Linked DNA regions of Mus musculus: region 2 is linked to region 1. The links are chromatin contacts, called in public Hi-C maps. All regions are on one chromosome and are shown on one strand. The core of a region is the stretch at or near the end of the contact, and the rest is flanking DNA. Distances in the headings are between cores, read along the strand shown. Region 1 holds the start of Tti2 (TELO2 interacting protein 2). Region 2 holds the start of Ing2 (inhibitor of growth family, member 2).

Region 1 (7,237 bases), core at 1,214-3,713:
GCCTAAGAAGATTGTGGCTGTGAACATCCATGTTCAAGTTTTCGTACTGGTACAAGAATTTAGTCCTCTTGGCTATACATCAATGAAGACAGTTGTTAAATCTGGTTCAGCTCTGTGTTGACCCTGTTTACTTTGCAGAGAAACTGTCAGACTGTCCTGCAGCAGCTGCACCGCCTCATGCGGGGCGGCATTGCGTACCGTCTCCCCAAATCCTTGGCCAAGCATTTTCAGTGCCACTCTAGGGAATGCGACTTGACAATTCATTCACTTATTCATTCTTTATTTATTTTGAGTCTCATGTGACCCGACTAGCCTTGTACTTCTGACCCTGCTGCCTTGACCTCACCAGTGCTAGGTGTACAGGCACATACCCTATCCCCAGTCTCCTGTCCTGCTGGAGGTTCTAGTCCATTGCCTGTGCAAACACACTCCCAACTGAGCCATGTTACTGTTTAGCCCAGGCTGGCCTGGATCTTCCTGCTTTAGCCTCCTTCAAGTTGGTATTATAGTCATGCGCTACCACACCTGATTTTCTCTTAAAAATAATTATGTAAGGGTTTCACATGATTTCCGAGTTAAAGCGATAAAAGTACACATAGAGAGATCTTGCTTCTATTCCTTCATTCTGTTATTTCCTGACACATAATTGTTTATACATGTTATTTACCTTCCATTTCTACTTTAACACACAAGGAAATGCATATATCTTACTCTCTATCTTTCCTTCTTTCTTACAAGAGAGCATCTATCTACCCTTCCTCCCCTCTGCTCCTTCCACCTATCTATATTCCCAGAGTTCCATGGTGTTACACAGAGACTGCTTTTTCTCCCTCACTGCAGCTGCACCAAGCTGCATTGTGTGGACGCAGCTCCATGTAGCTGCATTGTGTGGGTGGTCAATCCAGCCTGTCCTCTGTGCGTGGACATGGGCATTCAGGATACATTTGTTGCCTTGACTAAATTGTGCCAGGCACTAGATAGAAGTAAAGGCATGGCTGGCTCGGGCTTTGGGAAACCCAGCGAGAGATCTCAACAATACAGAGCACTCCTCAAGTCTGAAAGGCGTCTGGATCCACTGGACACAAAGGGCACATGCTACAGAAAAGAAACGTCCCACACAGTACAGACACAATAACCTCTTATTGACTGGCCTCAAGCTGCTTTTGTTAAGGGAAGGTTTCTCTTGGAAGTGGTTAGCAGTGATTGATCAGAGTGCCACCAATTGGTCAGAGTGGGAAAAGCCAGAAGAAAGAGGTTCCGAGTTAGAATTCTAATCACCAGATTTTCTTGGAAAGAAGAAATGTAAATTAATGTTGGTGCTGTTGCATAACAATGGGAACTAACACCTCTATGAACTTTATGCTGATCAGATATTGTTCCCGGCATTTATGTACATTAAAAATTGTCCCAACAGTCCTAAGAGATGGGGACCAGTAATTATCTACATTTGTTTCCCCAATACAGAAATTAAGACATAGAGATCTGAGCTATTGCCGTTTGCAAGAGGTCACACAGAGAAGTGAAGGGGGGAAAAAAAGCCACACAGGCATCACTGGTAGTGTAGTGGCAAATAGTGTAACACTAAGAAGAGCATGTCTTGGAGTGGAAAGATGGTTCAGTTAAGAACATGCCATGGCTAACAAACTCCAGAAATTCAAGTTCAGAGAACTGGACACTGTTTTCTGGCTTCCGCGGGGACCAGGGGGGGCACCAGGTACACATATACGCATGTGAACAAAGCATTTATACACATCAGAGTAATAACTTAATAAAACAATTTTTCTTAGAAAGAAGTGAATTGTACCAGAGCGACTTGTAAGAAGCATAACTCTGTCACTTTCAGTTTCTCTTAGGAATGGAATGTACTTTAGTAATAATGTATTAGTCCCAGGTACCCTGGACACTTTCCACTACCTAACCAGTAATCCTACCTGACTGAACCAAGAAGTAAAAAACAGGGCATAACTCTAATCTACACAAGAACCAGAAGTGGAGGATCCTCCTAAGTTCATGTCAGACGGGTAATGTGCCCACGTCGTAACAAGGTTTATGGGCGGCACATGTCACGCAATGGCGTGAACACCCAATCATCACGCTTTATGAACCAGAAAGGATCGGCCTTACTGTTAGCTTGCGAAGTATCGAGTAAGTCTCACCAGTTTTTCAAAGAGGGTGACTAATATGCTGCCGCTCTATTTAGCTTTTGCACACAAAATCTAGTACAATTTCAAACTGTTACTAGGATTTTGCGAGAATTCTCTTGTTTCTAGCCTAGCAGATGAAATCAGGAACAAACTTAATGAGCGAACGCTTAGTTATGCAAATATATCCTTCATGCTCCACCTTTTACCCCTTCCTTCTCTGACGGACTGTTTGTTGCTTTCTGGTCGCGAGTCGTAAAAAGAAGCGTTGCGGCTCCGCTGGCGGAAGTTAGTTTTGCTTTACGGCTACAATGCTCTCCAGGGCCGGAAGTTGCGGAATACAGCTACCGTACTGGAAGAGCGCTTGGTTTCGGGAGCCTTTTTGGTGTCACGGTTCAGTAGTTTGTCTTTAAAATTAACTGTTTTTTTTTTCTTTTTTGAGTTTTCGGAAAGACAAATTTCGCTACGTGTTAGGAGCTTGAGGCTCTCCTATTTTTTTTTCGAGACAGGGTTTCTCTGTGTATCCCTGGCTGTCCTGGAACTCACTCTGTAGACCAGGCTGGCCTCGAACTCAGAAATCTGCCTGCCTCTGCCTCCTGAAGCGTGCGCCACCACTGCCCGGCTTGAGGCTCTCTTCTTACAGCCACTTTACTGGGTGGATTGACACTCGATCCTTGCGTCAAGACAGTGAGACATCTCGCCTTTTAGCTGTGCCTGGTTTTAGTTCTGTTCGTTGGGGGACACCGAGCCCCGGACGACCTTCCCTCCGAGACTCCAGACACCATCCCCATTTGGTCTCTGTCCCCCCCCGGGGGGGGCGGGGGGGGCGAGCCCAGCCCCTCCGGTGCGACTAGGAATGAAGCTGGACAGTGCCGAAGAGAAGTCGGGGGTCGGCTGCTCCCTGCCTGCAGAGGGCTCTCCCCCGGCCCTCGAACCAGCCTTCTCCAAGATTCTGAACCGTCTCAGCCGCCCAAAGTCATCAGGACAGGGCGGCGCAAGAAATGCGGCTCTTAAAGACCTCGGCGCTTTAATAGAAGCCGCCGAAGGTGACAGATTCTTTGAGGGGAGTGGGAGTGGGGGATCCCTCCGGGGGATGCCCGAGATCCTGGGGCAGGTGGTGAGAGCCCTGGAGAAGTTCGCAGCACCCGAGGAGAAGGCAGATGGGGTCGAAGAGCATCCCGAAGTGCCCGAGAAGGCGACTGAAGTTGGCTCACTGTTTCTAAAGCTGTTGGGGAAGGTTGAAGCTGCCAAGAGTTCTCCCGACTGCCCTGCGTGGAAGACAGGCCTCCGTCACATGTCAGGACCCGTGTATATTTTTGCCATCACTCACAGATTGAAGCAGCCATGGACCAGTCCAGCATCTCAGCATGTTGCTGGTGAGGTGCTGTCTTTATTGCTTAGAGTTACTGAGTGCAGTTCTGTGGCAGGATTCCTATGCGGAGAAAATGAAGACGATCGAGGGAGATTTGCTGTGGTCTTGGGGCTTCTTAAGCCCCATTTGAATAAGTGAGTAATGCTCTTTTCACTATTATCAGACAGATAGGGGTGCTGAGATAATAGATTTCTTAAGGACCGGAACGGTTGTGGCTTACTAGAGACGAGGAAATCATATAGCAGCAAATTCAAGATTAGAACTGAAGTCATCAAATTCCATTTTCTCCACCAAATGACTGCCTTGGAAAACTGGAAATTCTGACAATAGATATGGAAGATTCTGTCCCATTTATATGGAATCGAGTATCTTATGCTAAGTACCCATGGGTATTTGGAGAAGACCCAGTCTTTCAGCATGAATTTAAATACAGGGACTTCTAACTTGTTCATAATTATTGGATAAAGTGATTATAAGGAATAATAATTGGGATGAAACTGAAAACGATTTGTAGTACGTGGTCTGAACTAGATTGCTATCAGCGTTTTGTTTTGTTTTTCAGCTAGGTCTTAATTTTATCTATTTATATTTTATTCACTTATTTTGAGATATGGTCTCACTGTGTACCCTTGGCTGGCCTGGAACTTTTACGTAGACCAGGCTGGCATGGAACTAACAGAGGTTTTTCTGCCTCTGATCTCTGTGGGTGTTACCACACCTGCCCAAGGCAGGTTGTTTTAAAAAGATTTTATTGGGCTGGAGAGAGGGTTCAGTGGTTAAGAGCACCGACTGCCCTTCCAGAGGTCCTGAGTTCAATTCCTATCACCCACATGGTGGCTCACAACCATCTGTAATGGTATCTGATGCCCTCTTCTGGTGTGTCTGAAGACAGCTACAGTTTATTAATATACATAAAATAAATAAATCTTTTTTTAAAAAGAAGAAGAAAAGAACACTTCTTTTTAAAAAAGGATTTTATTAATTTTAATTATATGTAGGTGTGTGTCTGCATGAGATTGCAGGTGCCTGAGGAGGCCAGAGGTGTCTTATTCCCTGGAGCAAGACTTACATATGACAGCTACCTGACATATCTTGGATCTAAATATGGGTCCTGTGGAGAAACAGCAAGTGCTCTTGACCACCGAGCCTTCTCTCTGGCCCTGTCAGGCAGCGTTTCGTGTAGCCAAGGATGTTGGCCCTGAATCTCTGATCCTGCTTCCAGGTGCTGGGCTTACAGGCAAGTGTCTCACCATGCCTGGTGTATGCAACTGCTGCGGATGGAGCCCAGGGTTTTGTTCATGTTAGACAAGCACCTTACCAACTGAGCTAGATCCCCAGTCCTCTGGCTACAGAATGATGAGGTGAAATAAACCTAGAGTTAAAAGGCTTTTAAACTAGTCCCTCCTTCTTTTTCTACTAAGACATGATTATAGGCTGGCTTTGTACTTCCTATGTAATCCATGTTGGCCTTGACTGGGAGAGATCCTCTTACTTCACCTTCCTCAAATACACATACTTCAGATTACAGGGGTGCAACACTGGGCCCAGTTAGTTTTCTTTGTATTGTTGTGACTTCTCACAACATCCTTGGTCAGATAGCATCCGTGAATCTTGTTTATTATTTGTAGTTAAAGGCGATATACCAGTTATACAGACGGTGTTTTAAGGAGGTTGAGTCAGATGTGCAGTTTCCTTTTATAAGCTCTAAGTTGGCACTCATGCTCTGAGTTCTCTAGTCCTTAGACACTGAAGTGGTGACATACCTCTGCTCATCTCTCTCCCTTCTCAGCACATTTCACGTCATCCACCAACACGACTGCTGCTGACCACACAGGTCTTACATAGTTGTAGGTAGTTATGAATGGCTGCTATTCATTGGATAAGCCTATATTACCCCAAGTTTGGACAACTGACAAGTGTATATAGTATAAGATATGTGAATTATTTTATTTCATATCATAAAATGCATTTGAAAAAAACCAAGAGTTGTATCGGAGATATACACATACGGATACATATATATGTATAAAATCCGTTAAAGACAAGAGGAGGAAGAGAAGAAGAAAATCTTGTTAAGCTTCAACTGATTATTTTTGCTAACGCTGTGCCATTCACTTAGTGTGGTTTTCATGTGTCTTTTCAGGGAAACCTGGAAGAAGAATCCTGCTGTCAAACATGTTTTCTCGTGGACTCTCCAACAAGTCACTCAGCCCTGGCTGAATCAGCATCTAGAAAAGATACTTCCTCCGTCTTTGCTCATCTCAGATGACTATCAGACAGAGAATAAAATCCTGGGTGTCCAGTGCCTCCATCACATTGTGGTTACTGTGGTAAGCTCCTCAGCTCTGGCCTGCACTGACAGACAGCCGACTCACCCATGGCTGCGCTTCATTTCTGATGTGTTTTTGCTTTATCCTTTTGTCTTTATAAGTAGCTTTTTAAAATGTTAAGTCATATAATTCATTTATTTATAGTTTTTCTCCAAATATATTTTTTCTCTCTGAATCTAGTAGAAATAATATTGTGCTGGTAATATAAATAAAAGGGTAATCATAGAAGTAAAAAGATCATGCTTAATTATGAAAAATGTGAAAAGATAAAAAAGCAAAATCACCTATAGAAATTAGCCAGTAACTTTCAAGTAAAAAAAATAATCAGAACTCAAGAGTTTATAGCAAAATGTAGAAAATGTTACTGAAGGAGACTCTTCTTAAATATGGAACTTTTAAAATCCTTGCAGAAGTCGAGAGTGGCTTTACTGAGTCTCTGTGTACTCGTATCTAATTAACAACAATGGAGATTTCGCCCCTTTGGGAAACTTGTAACTGTCTAACTTGTGTGTTTGCAGCCAGCTGCGGACTTGCTGCAGTATAACAGAGCCCAGGTCCTGTACCACGCCCTCTTCAATCACCTGTACATGCCTGAGCACCACCTCATTCAGGTATGGGAAGATTTGCTCCTGACTGTCTGGGCTCTGGTCTGAGTACGGGTGCTATTATATAAGCAGGAACAGTTTAGAGCTGTTTCCCCTTGGAAAGTTAGGGCGCCTGAGAGCTGCCGCCTGACTGAAGGATCTGAATGTCAGGCAGACATCCACCTCCCTGAGCAGCCAGAGCAACCCAGGTTTTGTCTGCATGCATGTAAGCTACATGCCACTTGGGGGTTTATATTAAATGTTCATCCTCTGGGTTGCTCCATATGAACACATGTATTTGAAATCCGTTGTATGTAAATATCAAGTATGTGTCTATGGTAGGTCCCAAGAATGAGTGACTCAGAAAGTGTGCACACATCTCTCTGTGTATGTACAACACACCAAAGCTGTATTACAAGGGCTGTAGTGTGTGACCAGCAGCAGCAGTCAACTAGTGAGGTTGGAGGTGGCTTTAGGGAGCAGTGAGAGTTGCGGGAGATGTGTTTATGAGGGGCAGAAAGCACTTTGTTAGGACGGGGAAACAGTGAAGACTACTGAAAGTTTTCCTCTGTGCTGGGATTGAATCCCAGCCCTCACATGTAAGGCACAGGCACACTGAGCCTCTTCTACCCGTTGGTTTTGGGTTTTGTGACAGGGTCTGATCCTAGCCCAGGGTGCCCTGGAGCTTTCAGTGATCCTGGCCACTAGGTGCTGGGAAGGCAGATGCACAACACCCTATCCAGCAGCTCCCCCTTTTTGCTTTTTGTGCTTTTAGTATCTTTAATAGTTTGGGCACTGAGAGTCCACCTT
Region 2 (6,486 bases), core at 2,319-4,818, about 17 Mb after region 1:
TATAAGTGCATTTCCTACGAGCCTAATTTTCTTATGGGAAAAATAAAGACATTAGCTATTTCCTTGTTAGACACAAAATAAAGATTATAAAAAACATAAACTTCATTTCAAGTATTTTAGATCTCATAATTGGAGTTAAATATTCCTTGTGTCATACTTGCACACTAACACTGTGATGAGATAAAAATTTATAAAGACACCTTAACTATACAGTGAGGGGAAAAAAAAGCAAATTTTAAAGAAGTACTCAGCCCATATTGTGGGCTAGAGATTTTTTCCTTTCATCTTGCTGGCCTAGTGCCACAAGCTGCTAGTGGCAGCTACTTGAGAAAGTGAGGCAGGAGGATCCCAACTTCAAAAGCTGTCTGGGCTACACAGTGGGTTCAAGGCTCTTCTGGGTAACTCAATGACCTCCTATATTAAAATAAAGAGTGAAAAGAGGGTTTGGGAACAATTCAGTGGTAGGCTGCTATTGCTTGCTACACATGCGTGAGACCCTAGGTTCAATGTTCAGCACTTAAAAAAATGCCTCCAGAGTAAACCTGTGAGAATGCAATCACTGCTACCTGAAGTGGGAAACAATGATCAAGACCTTCAGACTTTGAACTGCCAAACGTGCACATCTGATCATGCAACACTTTCCATACACTGTACAAACGGCATCGGAAATCCCACATTACATTCTAGCTCAAAGGCTAAGATTTCTCTAGAAAATTATGAATGAAATGCTGAGGAGACAATGAAGGCTTCCTATAGCCATATCCTGCAATAAATATTTAAACCAGTTGTGCTTTTTCTTTGTTTCTCTACTTAATGAACCATGCAATAATTTCTGAAAGGCACAGTAACATTAGACCCCCATACTAGAAAATACTTAAGAATCAGTGAATATAAAATCTGGACCAAGAAAACAAAAATATATAAAGCTTCTAACAAAAATAAAACTGTGAAGTTGAGCTTAGCAACTCTGTGCCTATGCAGAAGCTAGACCACGATTTGTGTATTAATCTTGGAATTAATCTCAATCATAATGGAGCTGGTTTGCATTAACCTCTCAGTCTTGTAAGATCTACTATTCATGTTACCTGAACAGTTTATGACAATTACAGGTAACTGGTATCACAGATTTCCCTGTCAAAAAATTATGTCACTACCAATCTAAAAGTCTAAGCTTTGCGCTTTTAAAGAAAAAAAACTACATATTTTGGCACAGAATTCTCATGCTAGGTTGCCATTCATGTATGTTCCCTATGTCTGCAGAAAATACCACAGAATGATTTTCATTTTTTGAAAGGGTGAACTTGTAGGGCCTTTACCTATCCTGTGTGAGTCCTAACTTCAATCTCTTGGGATTGAGAGGAGTCACAGTTTTAAAACGGTTTTAAAAGCAGACAGCTTTGAAATAAAATATTCTCCACCAATTAACTGAATTCATTATACCATCCCTATAAATTTTGTCTATAAAAGTAGATTTTTACCTCATAAGTCTTTGAATCTGGTGAAAACACTGTTATACTATAAACAGTGAGAGACTTAGAAAACAAGTTTGTCGATTGAAAACACCTAAGTGCTCTTACATGCTAAGTCACCATGGGGTGTATTACAGGATTAAGTTACAGGACTGGGGATGGTCTGGGGAAACAGAATGACTCCAAGTTGTTTTTATGGTCCATATTAGGTCTACACAGTTTCTTGACTAGGGGTTACTAAAGGCTGAACGTATCCCCATTTAAATTTCTCCTGTCCTAGCAGGAGAAAGGTATGACAATCCCTGAAGATATTCCCTGTCCTAGTTTCTTTGATGACAAGAAAAAGCTTTTCTCCTCATTTAAACTTGGTGGAGGAGGAACCCAAGGGTGCAAAGACGCCAGGTGGTTGCCCAGCCAACGAACCCACTTCCTCCAGAAGTCCGGAAGTGACACATGGCCCGGAACCTACGCTGAGCCAGGGTCAGAGACAGTCCCCCACGGCGGTGTCCGCGTCTTGATTCACTAACCGGGGTGGGGGGGGGGGCTAGGGAGAGATTTGAAATATCTCTCCCAACACCCAACACTGACTCCGCCCAGGCCCACCGACCGTCCCGCCCAGCAATGGGTTCAGTCCACCCCAGGACCCTTCCGAGCAGCCCGCCGTGGCCGACTCCCGCGGGAGCGCGCGCCCCGCCCATACGACGTCACACCTGCAGGCCCCGCCCCTAGGCCGGACCCTCCCCGCCACACACTCACACACACACGCACACACACACACGGACGCACACACATACACAACACACACACCCCTTCTCCGTCTCGCCCTGCGGGGGAACCCCTCCCCCTTTAACCATTTGGCAGTAGCCGAAGAAGGGCTGAGTGAGACACCGGGCGGCCCGGAACTTTCCCCGGGGCGAGAGGGAAGCACAGACCGTCCCAGTCCCGCGCCACGCCGGGAGCTGGAGGGGGGTGGGGGTGGGGGGAGAGGCATCTCCCGAGTCCACCTCCGCCGTCCTCTCGCCCCCTCCCCCCCATACGTTCCAATGCATCTGCTCGCAGACGGAGGGAGCCCCAGCAGGCAAGGGGCTAAGCAGGCCCAGCACCCCGGTCCAGCCCCGCAACCCTGCTCGTTGCACACTCTCCAGCCCCGGGCAGGACAGTGTGCGGCACCCAACCGGCAGGCACCGGAACAAATGCTCGCTTAAAAATGGCTGATTCCCGTCCGCGGCAGCTGCAGCCAGCCGCCGGAGCTGCAACGGGGGCTGACGGACGGGCGGTCCTCGGAAGTCCTCGTCAGCCGCAGCCGGGACAGGGAGGGCCGCGAGTGTGCTGTGCCGTCCCCCCACCCAGACACACACACACACACACACAACCGCTTCCCGGCCCCACACACCAGATCGCTCGGTGCACTCGGCGCACACTGTCACCCGAAAGAAGGGAAAGTACCTTGGTATTTGTTGTCCAGCTCCCGCAGCACCGACACGTTCCTCTGCATGTCGTGGGGCAGCGACTCCACACACTCCAGGTAGTCCTGCACGTAGCAGGAGAGCAGCCGGCTCCGCTCTCCGGTCAGGAGCGCGGCCGACGAGTACAGCTGCTGCTGCTGCTGCTGCCCTAACATCCTGCCGCCGCCACCACCACCACCGCCGCCGCCGCCGCTGCTGCTGCTCCTCGCCGCCGCCGCCGCCGCCGCCTCCGCATCCAGCAGCCACACATGCAACAGCCACGACCGCCGCTCCTCCGCTCGGCAGCCCGGCGCCGCGGGGACACGGCCGCCGCTCGAGAGGGCACCGCCGAGTCCCCCGATCTCCACTCCCCCAAGAAGAAGCCCTTACTCCCCGCCCCCGCGGTAACAAGCCCAGGGGCGGGGCGAGACCGGGGCTCCCTCCGGCCCCCTCCCTCTCTAGGAGAGCGAGCAGCGGGGTTCCCCGCGGCCGATGGCGCCGGGGCTCCCAGGCAGCGACGCTGGCTGTCCCCCCCGGGGACTCCCCAGACACTACCGGGGCTGCCCGGTCGCCCGGATCCCCGTGACAAGCCCCTCGCTACCCTCTCGCCTCTCTATCAGCCTCCGTGCCTGTCGGAGTCTCACAGGACTAGTCCCCGCCCCTTGGCCAGCGACCGCATCTGCGCCTGCGCAGCACTCACTCCTAATAAGGCTGGGGCCCCGCCCCTATCGTCCTACCGAAGAGTTCGCATTCTCCCGCCTTCCCTGCGCCACCCGGGCGATTGGTCTGTCAGCTCTCGCCTGGGGGCGGGGGGAGGGTGCGGAGGCCGGCCAAACGGCAGGCCGCGCCCCGCCCCCTCTTAAAGGGACCGCATGGCTGAGCCTGCCCCCTTCGACCGAAGTCCTGACGGTTGCCCCCGAGAGGCCGGGCGACCGCTCTCTTCGTTTCTGTTCCCCTACAGGGATAGGAAGCGCCGGCTCGGCTCGCTCGGCCCCGAGTTACCGACCTTGCCTCCATCTGGCGGATCCAGCGCCTCCCTCGCGAGCCTCCAAGACAGCAGCGAGCGGCCCCTGGGCGCCGCTGGCCGAGTGAGGCCTGAGGGGGAACTAAGGCGACCCAGGGTGCAGCGGGCGCGGCTCCGGGCATGCGCGGCGACTTCCCGCCGAGCGCCCCGCGGCCACGGTCCCGGAGCACCGGGGCGGACCGCGGAGGTAGGCGGTGCGCCCTCTGCCCTTTTAAATGCGGACTCCCCGCCTTGCGTGCGGCCCCTCCACCCCCCAGCGCCGGGGTGGCTCTCAGGGTCTGCTCCCCCTCCTCGCGCTTAAGAGTTTGGTTTAGGGAGGTGGCAAGGCTGCACGCCGCCCCGGTCCCCAGTCCCAAACCATCTTAAGGAAACTGTTGTCAGATGTCGAATCGCCTAGGCATCACCCGCCAGCGAGGACACACAGTCCTCACTGTCTTTTCACTCGGCTTCACCACTAGCCAGCAGGGGATCAGTGCAGATGGGATTAGAAATCGGATCAACCACCGAGTGCGGTGCTTTCCGTGTGAGGGATTATCCGCCTTACTCCCCCAGTACCATCAGTGAAATGCCGGTAGGAGGAGCTCACTGTAATTACGGATAGACTTCCGGAATGTATATAAATATGTGAGCTGTTTTGGTTTTGGTTCTCCCCCCCCCCCCCAACCGAAATAGGTATAAGAAAGAGTAGTCGCTTAATTCAGATGAGATGCCCAATGGGAGCGGCGTCTTTGAATGAGAAGAGAGAAAACGCCAGAGTGCTAAGTTTGGGTGCTCTTGCCCGGTTTGCAGCGCTATACCTGTTGCCCGGCCTGTTCAGCACACTTTCATACAGTGGGGTATATTAAGCAGCTGTTGGGATGCCAAGGGAAACCTAGGTCCTGGTCTAGATGAAAATTTGGATTTCGACAAAACACAACGCGGAATTCGGCGTCCTGAGGACAAGGGCTATATTGGAAGGCCTGGGAACTAATGTGTTAATGTACTTTAACGCTGAGATTTTGATCAGTGGAGTATTAAGCCAACCGAGGCAAGCACAGTATTTATTGAATTTCTGAGAACGTGGGACGAATTTTCTTTCCATTATTTAATATTAAAGAGCCAGGTCTTGTTGAAAATAACCATTGTTAAGGTTATTGACTTGATTTTGTTGTTATTTTGTTTTTGGTTTGGTTTGGTTTGGTTTGGTTTTGATTTCGAGACAGGGTTTCTCTGTGTAGCCCTGGCTGTCCTGGAGCTCACTCTCTAGACCAGACTGGCCTCAAACTCAGAAATCCTTCTGCCTCTGCCCCCCAAGTGCTGAGTTAAAGGCGTGTGCCACCACTGCCCAGCTTGTTCCCTTTTTTTAAAACCTGAATTAATTTTTGTATTTACTCACAAACTTGGTTCAGCCAATTCTAGCTAAAAGGTGGAATTACTGCAAGCTGCCCTGTTTCTTACTGATTGGAGTTAGACACTGTATGGGCCCATGGATTTTATACAGCCTGCTTTACTGAGCTGCAGGCTGACTGGTTGTGACTTACCAAGAGCAAAAAAAAAAAAAAAACAAGTTGAGAAGCAAGGAAGGATTTTGGAAAGCATTCTTGGTACCTCAAATAATTCTGACAGACTGAAGGACGAGAAAGAACTCCAGATCCCTGTTTTCCACTGGCACTGATAGAAACTTTGTGAACTTAAAACATGATAATGTGTATGGATTAGTGCAGGTGTGCTTTTCTTGCTGCATTTATTCATACAGGTTAATCTAATTCTGGCATCCTTCTGGAAGCAGCCTGTGTGGGGAAAATGTTTACTCGAGGATGGGAAGTAGGCATTGCATTCTTTAGTCCTTGCAATTCCAGCTCTTGACCCAAGCTATTTATCAGTGTCCTTCTCTTAAAGTAGCTACTCATATGGCCTCTTCAGAGTGGGTCTCCTAACTCCTGAACGCAAAATTTAAAAATCTCCCACTCTACACTCTAGAAATTGATGCTATTCTGGGGTGGGATGGGCAGGGTTGTTCTTTAGTATTTTGTCCTGCTCTTAAACTGACCTGGAAAAAGATAAGTAGCTGATGCCCCCCCCCCAATAGTGTGCAATTGGCTTCAAATTACTGGACTAAGTCTATTATGTGCCTTTTATTAGGTGCCTAATGGGAAATGTCCTCAAGCCTATTTCTTTTATACTAAAATGTTTATGTCCATAGTTAATATGGTATGAGATGAGAGAAACAGTCTCAACTGATTAAAAGCAAACTAGCAGGAACTGAGGGAAAACAGTTTCTGCCTGAATTAAGCTGATTACATTAGAAAATCTTTTCTTCTGTTTAATATTTCATTTTTTTCCCTTTTTTCTTTTCTTTGATTGGTGGCTGTGTACCATGTACATGCCTGGTGCTCAAGGATCTTGTATCTTTTGCACTGAAAAGGGTGTCAAATCCTGTGGACCTAGAATTGCACACAGCTGTGAGCCACCGTGTGAGCGCTACAGACCAAACCCAGATCCTTTGCAAGAACAGCCCGTGTTCTGAAACTTAGAGCCATCTCTCCAGCTCGGAATTTTTCTTTTTTTT

The links. Hi-C and Micro-C count contacts between places; a contact is called where the count stands out from the background.
Region 2: a Hi-C map of CD4 T cells shows a contact between it and region 1, with 6 times the contacts expected there. The contact joins the promoter of Ing2 here to the promoter of Tti2 in region 1. A contact is called at or near these places in 2 of 484 Hi-C or Micro-C datasets (CD4 T cells and CD8 T cells).

Annotation. Positions count from the first base shown.
Region 1 is chr8:31,147,853-31,155,089 of GRCm38.p6, forward strand. Tti2 (TELO2 interacting protein 2) reads left to right here and starts at 2,464. Exons shown (of 7, transcript NM_144927.3): 1 at 2,464-3,647; 2 at 5,657-5,843; 3 at 6,362-6,454. The coding sequence starts at 2,998. Snord13 (small nucleolar RNA, C/D box 13) reads right to left here and starts at 2,106; the gene lies at 2,009-2,106.
Region 2 is chr8:47,671,591-47,678,076 of GRCm38.p6, forward strand. It overlaps Ing2 (inhibitor of growth family, member 2), which reads right to left and starts at 3,569. Exons shown (of 2, transcript NM_023503.3): 1 at 2,916-3,569. The coding sequence starts at 3,090. AA386476 (expressed sequence AA386476) reads left to right here and starts at 3,801. Exons shown (of 1, transcript NR_166692.1): 1 at 3,801-6,486.